Regions from separate parts of the Sus scrofa genome. Here all the other regions are linked to region 2. Evidence: chromatin contacts called from public HiChIP or PLAC-seq and promoter capture Hi-C data. All regions are on one chromosome and are shown on one strand. The core of a region is the stretch at or near the end of the contact, and the rest is flanking DNA. Distances in the headings are between cores, read along the strand shown. Region 1 holds the start of AMT (aminomethyltransferase). Region 2 holds the start of APEH (acylaminoacyl-peptide hydrolase). Region 3 holds the start of DAG1 (dystroglycan).

Region 1 (4,159 bases), core at 1,504-4,003, 200 kb after region 2:
GAGGCCTTGGGGTGCAGTGGGAGTGGGAGTGGACAGGTAAGGATGGTAAGACTCAGAAGGAGGCTTTCATGCAACTTACCCAGGTAGGAATGCTGGAAGCTCATGTTGAGGGAGGTGAGGCCATGTCCTCATATCCCCTGACATTTGGGGCTACCTGTCTCTTTCAGAGCTGGAACCTTCAAGTGCCAGGGGATACTTCTGTTCCTTATCTTCATGGCATATAGAAGAGCTTAGGTAGTCTGTCTGCCCCTGGGGCTGGAATAGGTTTTTCCCAGTGTCTGAGGCTGTCAGGGGCCCTTCTCTCTGCTCTCAGGACCTTGGGATCTGGTTCCAGGGCTCTCCTACTCTGCCTCCCTCAGGGCAGTATGCCTTTGCTTTGCAGAGCCCTTCCATGACCTTCCCCAAGTGGCTCTCCCACCCAATGCCTTGTGAGCAGCCTGCTCCCCTTCTTGAGGTAAGCCCTCACCCTGGGTAAGAACCATGTGTGAGTAGCTCTGGTGTCCAGCACAGGTCCAAGGGAACCCTTTTCTGGGACTGGATCCAGGGCCCTTGGTTCACTCTGTACCACCTTCCTCCTGAGATCCGAGGCAGCTCTGTGGGGGACGGGGCTGCTTACTCCACATCAGGCTCCTTACTCCTGTTTCACGTTATCTGGGATTGTTACTGGTTCACCTGGTGGGCTCCATGGCCCAACTTGGCCTCTCTGGAGTTCTAAGGGCACTTCTGGGGAGAGACCCATGGCCACTGACCCCTCCTTCTGGAGCAGGGTCTCCCAGACCCCAGCAGGGTATCCTCCGAGGCACAGCAGATGTGGGCGCTGACAGAGATGATCCGGGCCAGTCACACCTCCACAAGGATCGGCCGTTTTGATGTGAGTGATTGCTTCCCTCTGCTTGGCTCCTGTTGGCCTGAGTGGGTCAGATCTGATGGTCTTTTTTTTTTGCAGGTCGACGGCTGTTATGACCTGAACTTGCTCTCCTATACTTGAGTTGTGGCTCCCAGTCAAGACGTTAACCTTTTGTGCCCACGCAGGCCCAGTTTGGGCCATCAAGGGCCAAAGCATTTTCCATGTGCGTTCCAAGTGTTGCCTGCATGCCTATTCTGTCTGGGCCACATTCAGAGATTCAAGATTTTGGAGCTCACTGTTGCTTCAGCATGAGCTCCTGGAGGTGGTGCACTTTGTCCTCACCTGACTGCAACCTGAAATTCCTTCTTTTCCCTCCCTAAACACACTCTAGTTCTATTGCTCAGAATCTCCCTGTACCCTCTATCCCTCCTGGGACATTCCTGTCCAACATGATTCCTGTCTTCTGCCTGTTCCCCGGTCCTGACTGTAGTGGGCCGGAATAATCTACTAGAACATGCTTTGTCTAGCCTTGGAAGACTGCTGTAGCCTGGCCCTTGCATTTGGGAGTTTGAGGAACAAGAGCCCTATTTCTGCCTTCTGCAACCCCTAATGGTCTTCTGTTTTTTTTTTTTTTTTTTTTTTTTTAAGGGCTGCACCCGAGGTATATGGAGGTTCCTAGGCTAGGGGTCTAATCGTAGCTATAGTTGCCGGCCTATACCACAGCCACAGCAACGGGGGATCTGAGCCATGGCTGCGACCTACACTGCAGCTCATGGCAACACTGGATCCCCGACCCACTGAGTGGGGCCAGGAATCAAACCCACGTTCTCATGGGTATTAGTTGGATTCATTTCCACTGTGCCACAACGGGACTCCCCTAATGGTCTTCTTTCCCTTTGTGCTGTGCCCACAAAAAGAAAATTCCTGTCTAAACTCTTCCATTGCTTGCCCAGGGGGCCACACAAAGCTGGGAAGTTGGGCAGCCTGAGTCCCCTGTTTCCTGAATTGGCTTGGTATGTGTGTTTAAATTGGTCAGCTCATCCATTGCATTTGGGTGGGTGCCTCTGGCAAGGCCAGGGCCCGAAAATGAGTCCTGGGACTTGCCGGCCATCTGACACAGCCCATAACACATCCTTGTGTCTCTCCCAGTTTCCCCCTTCTAAAACAGCCATGCGCAGTGTGATATCAGCCTCTGTGTGGGCGCTAGGTCCAGGTGAAGTTTCTCTTTGGTGTCTTTTAGGAGGCTGAGGTTTTCTACAGCCCCAGGCCAGCAACTGAATAAGATAGGCTACTCCTCCTTATAGGAAAATTCTGTCTTTCTGGTTTTTCCTGGCTTTGCCTCTGGGGGTGGGGGTGGGGGGTGGGGGTGGATTGGCAGTATGGCAACATATGTTTGACCTGGGAAATTGATCTGGATGTTTGTGCAGCTCAGCAGCTTTCTGGGGGAAGTTCCTTCAGCTCTTACCCATTAGAATTCTTGCAGGTGATATCTGCTTGCAGGGTCATTTCCTTGGCCCCATTCGGCTTTTACTAAGAGGGTAATGATTACAGTCTTGTGCTCAGGGGGTAGAGCCCTCAGAGTGGGGGGAGGTTCCTGGGATGGCAGGGACCCTGCTTCCTGCACAGCTGTGTCCCCAGCACAGAGCCTCCTAGTGTGCTGCAAAATCAATAAATACTTGTGGAAAGCATCATTGTGTTGGTTGCCTGTGTACACCTAACAGGAGAGCTGGAGACCCTCACATGAGGCCAGGTTACTGTGGCACTCTAACTGCCAGGCTAGCTCCACCCTCCTATGCCCTCTGTCACCCTTCCCCATCCCCCCATGACCTTAAACTCCATTGTCTCAAACTGGTGATTCAGGCCTTTCAGCCCTTTACAGAACTTTGGCCCTTTGGAGGCAGGGCATTCAGCCCGGGGAGTTCTAGTCCCTAGCTCTATTACTGAGCAGCTTAACTGGCTGGCTTAACTGGCTCTGACTGCTCTTTCAGCCCTGAACAGAGGGAAGTGCCTGGGGCTATTTCCCTGAAGCTGGGAGTCAATGCACTGTTTGCTCTAAAGCCCCGCCTGCCCTTGGGGCTGCCCACTCCCTCTTCTGATCCCCCAGTGGGGGAGAGACCTGTCAAAGCAGGGCCAGGACTACATCTCCCAGAGTGCCTGTCAGAGTGGTGGCCTCTGTGCGCCGGCTGCACCAGTTGCAGGCAACAATGCAGCGGACTGTGAGCATGGTGTCCCGTATGGGCTTGCGTCTGCAGGCACTCCCCTTGTCCCTGGGCCGTCCACTCAGTTGTGCACAGGTGGGTTAGAGGGTGCTAGGGTTGGTGCCAATCTTGGAGGGTGGGAGAGGGTGAGGGCTGGGGTCTGAGGCTGTGGCGGCGCTGAGCCCAGCCGCCCGCAGGATGTGCTCCGCAGGACACCACTCTATGACTTCCACCTTGCCCATGGCGGGAAGATGGTGGCATTCGCAGGCTGGAGTCTGCCTGTGCAGTACCGGGACAGCCACGTTGATTCACACCTGCATACACGCCAGCACTGCTCGCTCTTTGACGTGTCCCACATGCTGCAGGTGAGACAGGGGGATGTGTTGGCTAGGGCTCATTCTGGCTGGGCCAGGGCTTCCTCTCCGTCCACAGTGGTGCAACCCTTGGCTTTCTTTGCTGGGTGCTGGATTCTGAGGGCAGTCCTCCCAGAACAGTTGGCGGTCTCGGGTGTAATGGATTATGGCTCCCAGTCAACTAACTCAGAGTCTCTCTTGATCATCTCCTGCCTCACCTCTCTTACTTAGTGCGTGGTGTGGCTCAGTGGCCTGGGTTTCCGGAGGCTGCCACTCATCCTCATCTACCTTTCTGGGTATTGGTTTGGTATTTCAGGAAGGTGCTGGGCCCTTCAAGTTTCCTAACTTCTCTTGAGTGTATCTTTTCTGTATTGGTGGGTATCGGGGAGTCAAAGTTGGGATTCCGCCAACTGCAAAATCAAAAGAATAATTAGGCATGTTGGCTGGGCACGACTGGTGGGAAGAGGATGCCTCTTTGCCCCATGGCCTTCCAGATTGTAGCTGCTGCATGGACTGAGGCTTTTTGATCTCTTTCCCAGACCAAGATATTTGGCAGTGACCGGGTGAAGATGATGGAGAGTCTAGTAGTTGGAGATATTGCCGAGTTAAAGCCAAATCAGGTGGGCCTCTCTTTTATTTCTGTTCCATGAATGTTCTTAGTCAAGAACCTGCAAACTGGTCTGAGTCTCTGCTTTGAGTTTGGGGGCCAGAGATGTCTCACATCTCAGGGCTTGCTTGCAGGACAGAGTCTCCAAGTCATG
Region 2 (4,193 bases), core at 899-3,398:
TCTCCAGGGGCCCAGAATGCCTGTAAACAAGACCGGGGGCAGGGGTAAACCAGGGGAGTAACTCAGGCAGGACCCTCAGACTCCAGGAATGACGTAGGCTGAGTCGCCACTGACCTGTCCAGGGGACACACTCTCAGGAACCCCCTCAAGCACAGAGATGTTGCCGCTCTCAATATCCAGCACGCAGAGCACAGGAGTACTTTTGGAAACCATGTTTTCTCCCCAATCTTCGTAAAACAAAAACTGATCCCCCTGAGAACACAAGACACTCAGGGCCTAGCCTGTCTCGCACGAGCCTGCCCTGTCCCCTACGAGACAGTGCCTCCCCAGTTCTGATAGGCACAGTGTAGGTGGAGAACATACTGGGCCCCAGGGCTGCCCTGAAGAACCTTCATGGACTGGCCATGACCATGAGCACCTTAATGGCCTGGTCTGGCTTCTTTGTCCTGGCCATCTCATCATCGCTGCCAGTGACGTCCAGGGCTTTGGTCTGAAAGAACGACTCAGCCTTGGGGCGCTTCTTCTCTGCCACATATAATAAGTGTGTCTCCGAGTGCGACCAGGACAAGCAGCCAAAGCAGTCTGGGTGCAAGAAAGGCAGATCAGGGGGAGCCCTGGGCTATGGCTGCCCCTCCTGTCTACCCTGCCTGCTCACCAGCCAGCTGCCTCACCGTCCTCATAAACCGGCCCATGTTTCTCCAGCGCTGACAGGTTGAAGCTCTTGAGCTTCCGGTTCTTCTCCCAGACCTGAGGACAGCTGGGAGTCAGGTTGTCTGTCCTCCAGCAGAGCTTTATCTGTGGATCTGAGCCCCCAGCTGCCTACCACCCGGTCCCACACAGACTTACCTCCAAAAACTGCTTCTCCTCCGCAGTGCCCGTGCCTCCAGCCTTGCGCAGCACGGCTTTCATGGTGCCTGAAGGAGACTCTCTGCTCAGCAGCCTGAGGAGGACACAGGATAACGCATCAGGACTACCTCCCACCCAGTGATAGCCCATCCTATCCCCTTACTGGCTGTAACCTCTTAGACAAGATTCTTGAGGCTGTGGCCCACATGCGTCCCTGCAGCCCTTCTAGTCCTACCATGGCAGATGCCTTGCCTCCCCTCCCTGGAGCAGGGGCTCCGGTCCTGGCCCGTCAGAAGCAAGTCTCCAGTGCTTATGACCATGTCTCTAGAGCTCCTAGTGGCAAAAAACAAGCTCCTGGCTTCCTTTCTGGGCCCTCCCCACACCAAGGCACACGGTGGGTATTCATAAAAGGCTTGCAGATGGCTGTGGCCTTGCCCACAAGCTTCCTTCCTCAAACTTACTCCCCCCGGGTCTCCACACTGTTGCCTGCAGGCCCTGCAAACACCACTGAGTCCCCATCATGGAACACCAGGTACTGGCGGCAGAATCGGATGTTCTCCATGCGTTCCAGGTCCCTCTGGGTCCACTCTGCGAGGAGAGGCATGAGACTGCTCAATTTGGCCAGTCCCAGCACAGGCTCCCCTACCCCGCCCAGAGGAAGGTCCAGCCCACCTCCCCAATCTGACTCCAGATATTCTGGGGGCAGGATGGGCAACACTTGGCTACAACTCAAGTTTAGGTCACCGGAGCCTGAGCTGACATCTTGGAGAGAAACCACTACCGCTCCTGGCATCCGCCCTAGGACCTTGAGGGGGGGTACAGTATGGGATGATGGGGGTGGGTGACCCCTACAAGACCCACACTCTGCACTCATGGGCAACATTCCAGAACACCCCCTATACACCTGTGTGCACGGCTGGGGGATGCACCCTTCCACACCCACACCCTCCAAGCCCGGTCTTCCACAAACTCGTGAGCACTGTCAGGCAGCGAGCCCTGCACATCCCCCTCCTCTCCACCCGAGTGCACGGCCCCGGAATAGGCCCGCCACCGATTCCCCGCCATACACACACCAGTGTGCACAGTCCGGTAGCGACCCCCGTACTGCGTGGTGACCTCTGGGCCCAGGCAGGCGGCGCTCAGCGCGGGCTGGCGGCTAAGGCCCCGGTACAGCGCCGCCGCCTCTTCGGGCTCGCTCAGCAGCACCTGCGCAGGGGACACAGCAGGGTCAGGCACAGCCCGGGTTGCAAAGACCACAGGAACCGCGGGCCGATCCCTCACCTGCCGCTCCATGGTTGCTCTGGGGCGCCGGGGCTAGGCAGTCAGTGCTGGCGCCCGGAAGTGAGCTCAGGGGGCGGAGCCCGCAGCGGCCCAGCCCTGCCACCCGGACCTTGCCTTGAGAGGGGCGGAACCTTCTACGAATGGGCCGGAACCGTTACCCGAGGGGCGGGGCCTAGATGGTAAGGAGGTGGGGCCTGTGGGGCAGAAGTGGGAACCGCGGCTGCAGGAGTCCTGGATGGGAGGGGCGGGAACCTTGGGGAAAGGAGCGGTCCTTTCCCGGCAGGCCAGGCTGGTGAGAGGCGGGCTGTGTGGGCCAAGCCCCGGCCAGTTACTTGGTGAGGAGAGGGGATGGTGCTGTGGAAACGGAATAAAGGCGCATATCTTTGGGGAGGGGCGAGGTCTGTGAGGAAAGACAGGGCCCAAGGGAGGTGGGGGGTGAGGCCTGACGGGGGTGAGCCCTAAGCATTCGGGGGGCGGGGACTGAGAGGGCGGCGGAGGACCGAAGGCTCTGCAGAGAGGCGGTGCGGCCGGGCGGGGCTGAGCCTAGCCCGGGTGAAGTCCAGAAAAGGAGAGGTGAGGAATGGGGCCTGAGCTGAAGCCAGATCGAAGCTATCTCCAGCAGGGATCTCCCGCAGCCAGGAACTGACTGTTGGGTCCTCCTGGTCCATTAGAAGGCAGACATTCACCAGGAGGTGCCAGGCCCTGCTCTGGAGGGGCTCCCAGGCCAATGAGAAAGGACAGAGGTGCGCTCCTGACATAGCTCGCAGAGTTCTAGGGTGTTGGGCAACGAAAGGCGGGTGCCAAATTCGCAGGGTGTTGCCTGGTTTTATCAGCCACCGCGCCTACCTCTTAAGCTATCTGCTCCTGCAGCCCTCACCCACCCGCTCAGTGGCACTTTGCTGGGGATCATGAACTGGTGGGCCTCTGTCTGCCTTCCCAGGCCTCAGGCCAAGCTCTTGAGTGCAAAGGGCCTGGTGGGGTCAGGCTCCACCCAGAACCAGAGCACTTCCTGTGGAAAGAAAAACCTGGACAGGCAGGTTCCCTCAGGACAGCAGTACTGGGCTGGGCTTATGATGGCTCAAGAGGGCAGGAGAGGCTGGCCAGCTGTCAGGCCAGCAGCGATGTCCCCTCTTCCATATACCTTGCACCTGGATGGTCTTCCACACCTCAGGGGCCTGGCTCCCTGCGCCCTGCTTTGCTTTTGACTGAGATTGGCCTGCAGCTTCCCCTTCCCCATCAACCACGTCGGGCTAGTTAAGTAAAAACAGTTTCCACTTTCTGGGGCCACCTGCATTTGTGAGCATCCAGTGTGTGCAGGACTGTTAAGGCCAGAACTGGGAGCAGATAGAGTTGCCCCAGCCACCAACCTGGGTGGAAAGTTGGAAATTAGGATGTTCATTACAGTTGTTGTTTATAACAGGAAAACTGGGAACACGGTGCCTGTCCTTGAGAACATGTGCAGTAGACTGGCTGTAAATTCACGGTGCAGCCCTCTGGAGCCCAGGCACTGGAGGATGAACATTTAAATATCTGGAATGAATGGTTAGAGATAAACAAAAGATGTTGTACTACTTTTCCTCTTTTTTGGGGGGGGTCTTTTTAGGGTTGCACCCACAGCATATGAAGGTTCCTAGGCTAGGGGTCCAACTGGAGCTACAGCTGCTGGCCTGCGACACAGGCATAGCAATGCCAGATCTGAGCTGCGTCCGCAATCTACACCACAGCTCACGGCAAAGCCAGGTCCTTAACCCACTGAGCGAGGCCAGTTATCAAACCCACGTCCTCATGGATACTAGTTGGGTTTGTCAACCGCTGAGCCACAAAGGGAAGCCCAACTTTCCGACTTTTGTTTAAAACAAGAGAAACACAAACAGGAAGGAAGGATAAACATCAAGATACTAACCTGGAGGAAGGCCAGAGATGAGGCTTCTTTTCATTTATCTGTGTTTTTAAAAATTTCAAGCAACTCTGGGTAACTTTGGTGAGGACCCATTTCTGTTCTGTGGAAGGACTAAGATTAGCAGCCATCAAGAGTTTGGGGACTGGAGTGGATACAAGGCAGTGCC
Region 3 (4,516 bases), core at 1,778-4,277, 180 kb after region 2:
ACTGTCCACAAAACTGAGTTCCTTATGAGCAGAATCAGCCTCTTTCATGTGGATCCCCTGGACTTGTCACAGTATTTGCTAAGTAGTGAAGCCAAATATTTGTTAAATAAATGAATGCATTTTGCCAAATAAATTTTTCAGCCTCTTTAAACAGAGGCACATAACAACACAAGCGTTCATGTTCCAACCAGATGTGTGCCTATATAGTACTTTTACTTTTGAGAGTATCCCACAGACCTTGAGCTGGCTCACACTAGGCATCCAACTCCCTCCTCAAATGGCTTCTCAAACTCCTTTAAGCATGCAGGCCAGGAGCTCTTATTCCTAGACTCCAAGGCAAACCAAGTTTAATTCAGCTTCTCCATATTCACACTATGCCTCCAATGTTGAATTCTTTTTTAAAAGGGGACATTCCAAAATTATGTCTCCGAACACTAAGCACAGAACAACTTGATAAAGTTATAACATCCCATCTACACCAAACTTCAAAACACCTGGTAGCACATCCAACTCTTCTTTATCTGGACTTATGTCCTATAAACACCACCCTCCCTGCACAGAGTCTGGCTTCCATGCCAGGAACCATGCCTGCTTGCTTATTTAAGGAAACAGCAGGCCCTACTCTTAACTTAGAACTCTAGGCTATAACCGAGCTGTCCCAGGCTGCAGCTCTCGCCAAAGCAAAACTTCATGCATGGTCACCATTAAAACTGGTTCTGAACTAAGTTCACAAACCTAAGAGCTTCTCAAGTCACAGAGACTAAAATATGCATTTTAAATTAGTAGTTGTTTGTATGAAATTAACTTGGAATTTATGGCAAAAGGATTCTAAACCGAGAGAGCATTTTCTCTGAAGACATTTTCCAAATATACCCGCGGGAGAATACGGTTTTCCAATACCTAATAAAAAGACGAAAAGGTAGTAGCAGGCTTCCGAAGAAACCCAAGTGTATACGTGTGTGGACGGGTGACCCCAGAGCTCTGAGTGCTCCAAGACCCAGCAGCTGTGGCACTCTTCCCTGCCTCCCGCGGGGGCTCAACGCCCCATTCTCTGGCTCTGGCCAAACTGGGCCGCGCGACCCTCTGTGGAAGCCCGGGAGGCAGTCCGCAGGTCGTACACGCCCGCGGCCGACGCGCAGGCCCCTCGCTCCCGCGAGCGCATTCCGGGCTGAGGCCTGGCCCATCACCGCGGCGCGCAGCCTGGGCCCGGACGTCGGACGCCCCCAGCCTTGGCCTGAAGGGCCGAGAACAACGGGATGGCTCTACCCCAGCCGAGCCGCCGCCTCACCCGCAAGGACGTCCGCGACCGTGTCGCCGCCCCGGGCCAAACAGCGAGCAGCAGCAGGTGTTCCTCGGAAGGCTAGGACGGCGGCGGGGGACCGGCGGCGCACTCACCGAGCCCCGGCTAGTGGGCTGCAGCAGGTGCTCGCTCTTCCGGGCCGCAAGACTCCGTCGCCTCTCCCCGGGGACTCGGAGCAATGCTGCCGCTGCCGCTGCCGCTGCCGCTGCCGCGCCGCCGCCGCCGAGCCCAAGGAGCGCGAGCGCCGCACCGCAGCCTCAGCGCGAGCACGTACCGAGCGGTGAGAGGGCGCCGAGCGCGAGGGCGGGGCGCGCGGCCGGAGCCTAGCAACCCCCTGACACGCGAGTGCTGCAGCCAATCCCGCGGCCAGCTCCGTGCGGCGCCGACCGACAGTCCCCGCGACGCCCGCTTCTGCCTGCGTCGGCCGCCCCGCAGAGCGCCGCACCCGCGCAAAGGCTCCGCCCCCGCCCGCGCCAGCGTCGCTCTGCCTATTGGCCCGCCACGCCCCCACCCGAAAAGACACGCCCCATCCTGGAAATCCCGCCCCGCGGCGAGCCAAGTCCGCCCCTAGAACACGCCCCAAGCTGTCCGCGTCTCGGGGAGCTCTCAGACCTGGGAGCGGGGGAGGGGCGCCGCGCCCAACCTCAGGCATTTGAGCCGCTGAGAATCATCCAACCTACCCGGGTGGTCAGGCTTAATGACTGGCCCTGCCGCAACTAGCCATCCATAGACTGCCTTTGGCCCTGCTGATTTCTCTCTAACGCAGATCAGGTACTTCTAAGCCAAGAAAACACTCAGGAAGCGTCCTCTAAATTGCAAACGATGATGGCCCGGTTGCCCGCCTCCTATACTAATGAGGAAACTGAGGCGAGGACCGGAAGGGCAGGGAGCCGCGCCCCTCTCCGGGTGCCCCCAGCAGGCGGGGGCGTCCAGGAAGTGGCTCGGGCCTGACCCTCGTCCCCTCCTCCTGCCCTCAACACCCGGAATCCGATGCTCCTCAGGCGCCAGAAATAGCTCTGACCCGCTGGCTCTGGTCACTCACTCAAGGCCCGCATTCTTTCAGGGGGTGGGGGGAAGAAAGGCGGGTAGTTACTGCTGAGGTCTGTCTCCCTTAAAGGGGAGGCTCCTACAGACGCTCTCACTGTCCCTAGGGCTTACCTAGCCACCCCCCCACACCTCAAAGGCCTCAGATGCTTCAGTTACTAGACCTGAACAATTACTCAACGGGTCGGGGTATGGGACCTGTGGTGGACTCTGTTCCCTGTGCAGAATGTGTCCATCCCTTCCTGGGCCTGTGGCCAGGCTGGAATTCCAGGCCCGCACTCTTGTCAGCTATTACATTCTGAACACAGAATTGGCTACTGCCTGCCAGAGGTTGCTCATGGGATCCTGGTGGAACTGGGTTTCCCCTGCTTTCTTCCTCTCCTTAGGAAAGACTGGGAGAAGCAGACTCCAGAGAGAGAAAAAATGAATGCCCCGGAAGTTCCCCTTTAGGCTCAGCAGAAACGAATCCAACTAGTGAATCCAACTAGTATCCGTGAGGATGCAGGTTCTATCAGTGAGTGTGCTATCCTGCTTTACTGTGAGCCATGTTATAGTCACGGACAAGGCTCAGATCCGGTATTGCTGTGGCTGTGGCGTAGACTGACAGCTGTAGCTCTGATTTGACCCCTAGCCTAGGAACTTCCATATGCCACCAGTGCGGCCCTAAAAAGCAAAAAAAAAAAAAAAAGAATGACCCATCTCCCAAATGCACATACCTGTTTGCGATTCTTTTACTTTTCTTATTAGGGCCACAACTGCAGCATATGGAAGGGTTTGAATCAGAGCTGCAGCTGCCAGACTACCCCACAGCCACAGCAACACCTGATCCAGTCTCATCTGCAACCTCCACAGCAGCTTGTGGCAACACCAGATCCTTAACCCACTGAATGAGGCCAGGGATCAAACCTGCATCCTCATAGATTCTAGTCAGGTTCATAACCCTTGAGCCACAATGGGAACTCCCTGTGATATTTTTTTTTAGGCCTCACCCTAGCATATGGAAGTTCCCAAGCTAGGGGTGGAATCAGAGCTGCAGCTACTGGCCTACACCATACCCACAGCAATGTGGGATCCAAGCCTCATCTGTGGCCTATACCATGGCTCATGGCAACACTGGATCCCCAACCCACTGAGCAAGACCAGGGATCGAACCTGCATCTTCATGGATACTAGTCAGATTCATTTCCACTGCACCATGATAGGAACTCCTTCCCTTTGATTCTTTAAACTTAAATTCATGGGCTCCAAACTTCATACAGACCAGAAAAAGAAGTAAAGACTAAGGAAAATCCACAAAAAAAAAAAAAAAAAAAAAAAGGGGAGTTCCCGTCGTGGCGCAGTGGTTAACGAATCCGACTAGGAACCATGAGGTTGCGGGTTCGATCCCTGGCCTTGCTCAGTGGGCTAACGATCCAGTGTTGCCATGAGCTGTGGTGTAGGTCGAAGACACGGCTCGGATCCCGCGTTGCTGTGGCTCTGGCGTAGGCTGGCGGCTACAGCTCCAATTCGACCCCTAGCCTGGGAACCTCCATATGTCGTGGGAGCGGCCCAAGAAATGGCAAAAAGACAAAAAAAAAAAAAAAAAAGACTAAGGAAAATCCCCAAATCATTCTTTAGATATTAAAACTTTAAAAAATCCAGCTCTGGGAGTTCCCGTCGTGGTGCAGTGGTTAACGAATCCGACTAGGAACCATGAGGTTGCGGGTTCGGTCCCTGCCCTTGCTCAGTGGGTTAACGATCCGGCGTTGCCGTGAGCTGTGGTGTAGGTTGCAGACGCGGCTCGGATCCCGCGTTGCTGTGGCTCTGGCGTAGGCCGGTGGCTACAGCTCCGATTCAACCCCTAGCCTGGGAATCTCCATATGCCGAGGGAGCAGCCCAAGAAATAGCAACAACAACAACAACAACAAAAAGACAAAAGACAAAAAAAAAAAAAAAAAAAAAATCCAGCTCTGAAATTTAGCTTCTTTGAAAAGGCTAAAAATGCAGAAAATTATGAGTTTCTAAACAAAATACATTCTTTCATTCACTCCTTCAACTTACAGCGTGTCCTCCCCTCCCCCAAACATACACCAGACACTGCTTTGCAGCCCTAAATTCTGCTGGGGATTTTAGTGTCTGACTGTACAATTATATGTAAATGTTCTTCCAAAACAAAAGACAGCAGTGAGCACA

What was found. Promoter capture Hi-C pulls out the DNA fragments that hold promoters and counts their contacts. HiChIP or PLAC-seq counts read pairs in DNA pulled down with a chosen protein or histone mark.
Region 1: a promoter capture Hi-C map of fetal liver shows a contact between it and region 2, with 2.4 times the contacts expected there. The contact joins the promoter of AMT here to the promoter of APEH in region 2. A contact is called at or near these places in 1 of 5 promoter capture datasets (fetal liver) and 1 of 2 datasets of contacts at active chromatin or transcription factors (skeletal muscle).
Region 3: a contact with region 2 is called in an H3K27ac HiChIP or PLAC-seq map of skeletal muscle. The contact joins the promoter of DAG1 here to the promoter of APEH in region 2. A contact is called at or near these places in 2 of 5 promoter capture datasets (liver and skeletal muscle), 4 of 47 Hi-C or Micro-C datasets (embryonic fibroblasts, epiblast stem cells, liver and 1 more) and 2 of 2 datasets of contacts at active chromatin or transcription factors (alveolar macrophages and skeletal muscle).

The regions. Positions count from the first base shown.
Region 1 is chr13:32,001,034-32,005,192 of Sscrofa11.1, reverse strand. AMT (aminomethyltransferase) reads left to right here and starts at 2,753. Exons shown (of 9, transcript NM_001244426.1): 1 at 2,753-3,141; 2 at 3,243-3,410; 3 at 3,938-4,018. The coding sequence starts at 3,052. NICN1 (nicolin-1) reads left to right here. Exons shown (of 6, transcript XM_021068737.1): 4 at 383-454; 5 at 767-871; 6 at 947-2,535. The coding sequence ends at 988.
Region 2 is chr13:32,203,822-32,208,014 of Sscrofa11.1, reverse strand. APEH (acylaminoacyl-peptide hydrolase) reads right to left here and starts at 2,148. Exons shown (of 22, transcript NM_213923.1): 1 at 2,128-2,148; 2 at 1,920-2,052; 3 at 1,308-1,434; 4 at 847-940; 5 at 672-747; 6 at 419-582; 7 at 115-252; 8 at 1-20. The coding sequence starts at 2,139.
Region 3 is chr13:32,026,530-32,031,045 of Sscrofa11.1, reverse strand. DAG1 (dystroglycan) reads right to left here and starts at 3,027. Exons shown (of 3, transcript XM_021068744.1): 1 at 1,981-3,027.